Linked DNA regions of Columba livia: region 2 is linked to region 1. The links are chromatin contacts, called in public Hi-C maps. All regions are on one chromosome and are shown on one strand. Each heading gives the region's core, a stretch centred on a gene start, on an enhancer-like site or on the middle of the called end of the contact. The rest is flanking DNA. Distances are from core to core; before and after follow the strand shown.

The links. Hi-C and Micro-C count contacts between places; a contact is called where the count stands out from the background.
Region 2: a Hi-C map of liver shows a contact between it and region 1, with 2.8 times the contacts expected there. The contact joins two enhancer-like sites. A contact is called at or near these places in 2 of 2 Hi-C or Micro-C datasets (crop and liver).

The regions. Positions count from the first base shown.
Region 1 is chr3:91,323,536-91,326,369 of bColLiv1.pat.W.v2, reverse strand. No RefSeq gene overlaps it. Among named protein-coding and RNA genes, the nearest start is that of CALM2, 51 kb to the left of the region's middle. Within about 2 kb of position 1,484, at least 1 of the 3 cell types and tissues checked has an H3K27ac peak away from gene starts, as active enhancers do.
Region 2 is chr3:91,555,220-91,558,053 of bColLiv1.pat.W.v2, reverse strand. The region is part of intron 10 of TTC7A (tetratricopeptide repeat domain 7A); the gene reads left to right. Among named protein-coding and RNA genes, the nearest start is that of TTC7A, 48 kb to the left of the region's middle. Within about 2 kb of position 1,378, at least 1 of the 3 cell types and tissues checked has an H3K27ac peak away from gene starts, as active enhancers do.

The sequences.
Region 1 (2,834 bases), core at 235-2,734:
GAAGGTAATTTACACACAGCTTCCTCTCAAAATGGATTCAAATAATCTCAGATAGGAGCCATGTCATGCAAACTAATGTTTCTCTAAATACTGTAAACAGAGAAAGAATAAATATGAATTTGAAATATGAAAAGAGGGGTATGTCTCCAGGCATCTTTTTCAGCATCCTCAGTGATACAGAAGACAGAGTCATTGGCACATTAAAGACAATAACATACAGTATTAAACAGGAACTTTTCTCAAGTGCTACTAAGGGCTAAAAAACACTACAAGGGAAGTAATCTAAGTGTGGTTAAAGTAAAAAGAAAATGCAGCACAGGCAGTTTTAGGATCTCACCTGAAGTCTATTGGATTCAGGGTAGAAAGCCTTTGACTCAGTGATGCTTTAGATCTTTCTTGAGTGGGAAGAATTCAAACTAGCATTTTCTCTGCAGGAAACAAAGCTGCAGATACTCCTCTAAGACTAGAGACAAATGTGGAAAGCAACAATAATGAAAGAACTAGAACTGAAAGCAGGGAGCTAGCTGGGTATGACTATGTCATGCAGTTTGGTAGCTACGCAAGATAATATATTTTGGGTTGCAAACACATACATATATGATGTGGTGCTGTGCCAAGGGACTCAAACTAGCTCTGAAAGAGGTAGTTGTGTTACCAAAACATTTGTGTCTGTGTTTGACACCCCATTTGGCCTCTGAGGAGTGGGATGAGTAGCAGGCAGCGTCAGAGCAGCACACGAGCGTGGCCAGCAGAGCTACATGCTGGCACAACCCAGGCTGACTAATTTTCAGCTACAATGCAGATTCTAAATCTATGGAAGTTTTCCCAGTTATTGAAAGAAGGGCTGTGGGACAAAACAAAAAAAAATTCCAAAACCGAAAAAAAAACATCCCACGCAACACGAAACCAAAAAACATACACAAAACCCCACAACGCGCAAGAATCATCTATACAGACCGTCACAGCTGGCTGCACTCCCTTGAAGAGCTGAAGTGTTCCTCGTAGCTGCTGAAAGATCTGTCAGAGGCTGTCCTCTGGCCATGGGAGTGTTCCCCATAGGGTGAACTCTCTCCTTTGGAATAGGAAAAGGCTGTACTTGATGCCAAAGTAGAGACTGTGGATGAACAGGCTAAAATTAACTCTGTTTGAACTCTATGAAATTACATGAGAAGTTCACCATTTGAGTGTCACACTATTCTGCGGTGATTTCTTTCCCCCCCACTCTTTCTGTGAGTTGAAAGAAATTGAATAAATGGAATTCAGTTGACCTTCTGTTGTTTAAGACTGAATCTTAGTTGTTATGCTCATACAAGTTGGCCCAGAACTGAGCAGACATCTAACCTAGACAGGCAGGTTTTTATGTTATGTAAAGCATAAGCAGATTTCAAAGTAAAGCTACTATTAACCTCTGCCTTATTTCTTCTAAAAGGATTTTTTAGGAATTTGAAAGCGGGGCAATGTGAAAGCTGTGTTTCAGAGTAAGGCCTGTTAAGCAAAGGCCAGTGAGATACTACATGACTCCAGCATTCTGCAATGCTTTCTTTCAGCTGTCTTTCCATTTAGGTTGAATCTCTTACCATCAGGTGGCCTCTCATGCTCTATATACTGCACACCTTGACACAATGAACCCTTGATCCCTGGGGCATCTCTCTATTTATGCAATAGTAATAATCATAACTATTCTGAGATAGCAGAGGTTGTTACTCCAGGGAAGATTAGCTCATGGTGTAGGTTTTAAGAATTTACTACTTAGTTTGGGAAACATCTGCTGAATACAAAGAAGCAATTGTACTGCTACTTTCTTCTTTGTTAATCATGTGCTAGAAGCTTTCTATTAAGGATACTGAAGTGACCTGTGTGACAAATTACTCCCTCAGTGCTTCTCCTCATGGGCACTGCCACAATTGTGCTGTCAAAATCCAGCTAGTAACATTACAGCCTGATCTTTGCAGGGACATTTCAGCACCCGGCCAGGAGCAGACCCAAAAATTAACTAGGACACACACTTCTCAGTTTAGTCCCCAAACAATGACACAGCCAGATACAACACCCAAATCCTCTCCATTTGTACCCAAAAGGAGGAACCGGGTAACCACTCCTGTTTTTCCCTTGCTATTTCATTGCCTACCACTCTGACTGTGGCTTTCAGATGCTGGAAACCAGAAGATCCATCAGGTAATGCAGCACTTCTCTCTCATTTTATAACAACAGGATGATTTCTTCCAGGTTACTGTATTCTAAGCATATATATTATCTGGTGCTCTAGTACTGTCAAGTTATTTTCCTTGTGTTTGGATCAATCCTGTCTTTTTTTGAACCCTCTTTGAACCTTTCCTCACATTTCTGTATCAGTGACAGCTGATCAAAACTCAAACCTTCCATAACGTGGGGAAGCCCAATGATGATGGAGTCCCAAGACTCTACACTAGGATTTGTAACATTTCTAACAGCACTCTGGTTCAGATTCAGCTACAGGTAGGCAGATTGAAACAGCCATCCACTAAGGTCTGACCAAGGTTAAAACAGGTCCTGCAGTTTTAGTATCTATTTTATCTTAATTCCTGCAATCAAACTCCTCCACCATACTACGTAAGGTGCTGACTTCACATCTGCATAACATACTGACAAACCTCAGCAGCACTGACTTCAAAATAGACTTTCCATCCTCGCTGGAAGATGTCTAAATGCTCAAGTTTGATTTATAATTAAAAATACAAAAAATGGCAAAATAAAATTCTGAAATTGCCTTTCAAAGTGCCTTGTACTGACTTACATCGTATGCAACATCTAAAATTATAATTGGAATGAGATGCTTTTGGCTTGTCAAATTAAAA
Region 2 (2,834 bases), core at 129-2,628, 230 kb before region 1:
GAATGTGGAAGGACTGAAAGAATTTTGTCTTGTTTTTTTACCTTAAAGGGGAGAAAAAAGTCCAAGAGTGAAACAAGTCTTCAAGACCTCCTAGAAGAAGGGTTTAATCTTGTCTGTGTCAGGTGGGACAAGATGTGATGGCTTTCAGTTGCAGCAACACAAATTCATGTTTCCTATTAAGAGGCCAAAAAGTGATTGTGGTGGTACCCTGCAAAAAGGTTGCCTGTGGAGCTTGTGCGGAGCCTGTGGCGCTGGGATCTGTGGACCACCCCAGGCAAATAGCGGTCAGCAGTGACCCCGGTGTGAGGCACCAGGCATGTACTCGGTGGGACCTTGCAAACTCTGACTCCGTTCTGGGACTCCACACTTATCTCATAAATCGGTTAGATCTGTTATAATCAAAAGACACCAAAACTTTGAGAAAGCATGTTAGATCAGCAAGGAGCTGAAGGGAGATGTTCATTGAGAAAGAGGCTCACAGATTCCTATATGAGTTACATACAAGCATTTAAAAATCCAATTCCAAGTATGAAAATGATGGCTAGACTCGAGCATCTCTCTGGAAACCTGAAGCTGCTCATGGATCACTTGAACAATGAGCTTGGTACCATACTGCTAACACCTTGCACTGGCATGTCAGGTTGGGGTTTTACAAGTCAGGTCCAGCTCCCCTTGGCATTCAGCTGGAGTTAACATGTTGCTGCCCTCTGTGCATTTGCAAATCCTCTGGATACCTGATCTCTTCATACTGAGGACAACAATGGCTAGATAAGCTGTGACGGAAAGGCACAGTGTCTTCCCATGAACATTCTCAGGACTTGTCTGGCAGCTTTATTTGCTTTAGAGGTTGTGTGACCTGTTTCTCAACAGCAGGCAATGCTGGAGCTCTAGTAATCTGCCAGAGAGCAAATCTAGATTTTTAGCTGCTGATGGCTAAGAGAGGCGCTGTATCCAGAGAGGTAATTGTGGTTCAATCCTAGGATAGTATGGAGACAAGAAATAGGACTTGATCTTTAGCTTCTAACAATTTGCATGAGAACTCAGTCTTTCTCTGTATATGTTAGCAAACCTCTTCAGCTTCCCTAGAAGTTACTGAATATTTGGTACTTAAGAGGGGAAAAAAAGAACAACACAAGTAACTGTACCTCTGTAACTGTCCTATCTTTTCAGATTTTTAAGTATGTCATGAATTTTTGCCTGTACTTTAAATATTTACAAGGTAAAATGGCCTGATCTTGCCTACTGATGTAAAAGCTCTAAATGTTCTGAGCCCTATATGGGGCAGAGGGAATTCCCTTACCCAACAGTCCCATCTGTGCGGTATTTCACTTCTAATCCCAAAGTATTCCCTGAGGATTCCTGTTGTATGCTCTGCAATGCGTCATCTTGCTAATGGGAGATGTGGCCTACATTTTTATACTGCTTCACAGCTTGATAGCAGGACAGAGTTCATTTAAAAGCAAGTGCTCCAGTGTAGCAGAAAGAACTGATGAGAAAACAGTGTGGTCTGTCTAGACTGCAAAATGCAGAGTACACTTGAGCTTTTATAGGTGGAAGATCTGTTTTCACCTCTCTGTCACAGCCAATTCCTGATCTTATTTCTTGGTAATGAAATCTCACATCCTGTAGCATTACTTGTTCTGCAGTTCAGCAAATCATGCTCATAAATCCTGAGTATGACAGGAACAGTTTTATCAACCTGTAAATGCTGGAAAGTTTGGTCTCTGTTTTCAAATGCGTTTTTAGGATTTGCAAACTCTGACCTTCTTAAAAGCTCTGTAAAATCCGATCTTGCTCTCTATTCTATACTGCATTTGACTAGTGTTACTTCTATTTTGTATATTTGTCTTCAAGTTAAGTTAATCAAGTTGAACTTCAAACTGTTTTCTTGCCCTGGCAGCCAAAAAAATTGCCAAATGGGAACTGTCATTTTTCACAAGTGATCAGTCTGAATGTCAAAGCAGCCACCTAGGCTCATCACTGTATGTATGCTTGAGCTTACACCTTATTTTAAAAAGCAAGTGTCTTAACAAAAATAGGCACTTCAGTAAGTTCTTACAGAGCAAGGGAGGCCTTAGTGCTTCATAAAACAGTGAATGAAAAAGCTCAGAGAAACATAACCTTCCTGTCTTTCTATCCACTTAACCAGTGGAAATAATGGAGCAATAGCAATTTCACTTTCCAATGCTTTTCAACAACTTGCATAATGAATAAGGTGTTTCTTAACCCATTTTTGGGGATGTATGTATGCTGAGCTATATATTTCCTGAGCAAGAGGAGTGTGTTTATTTAAATGATTAAAATCCACCATGAAATTTGAAAGACTTCTGTAGGCAATTTTGGATTAAATGCTGGAAAGCCTAGACAATGGCAAAGACATGCCTGCTGGAGAAGGACAGTGGGGAGGGATGTCCTGTGTCACCAAGCACAGTTCTGGATAGGCAAGAGGTTTAAATCATTCTAATGCAGCACCCTTGTTCTTCTGGACTGGTGCTGGAAAACTGAGTGCTGAACTCTTCACAGCCACTTTAGGTTGCCTCTGCTGGTTATAACCTTCGCATTGTGAAGATACGACAGCCAGAGGCTGAGTGGGCATCGCAGCTCCCTGGCTTTGCTGCTGTGGATAGACAGGCTGGAGTCTGAGTGGTGAGTGGTGTGATAGCCGGGTGCCATCTGGCAGAGTCCTCGGGCGGCGAGATGAGCCACTGTCCTGCTGCCAGAGTAAAATGAGTGCAGTAGGCTGCATCTGCTTGTCTCAAGAGTGACCTGTATTCAGCGGAATGGGGGAAAGAAGGACTAAACTCTCGTAGAGGAGACTTTGTCTTCACAGTAGA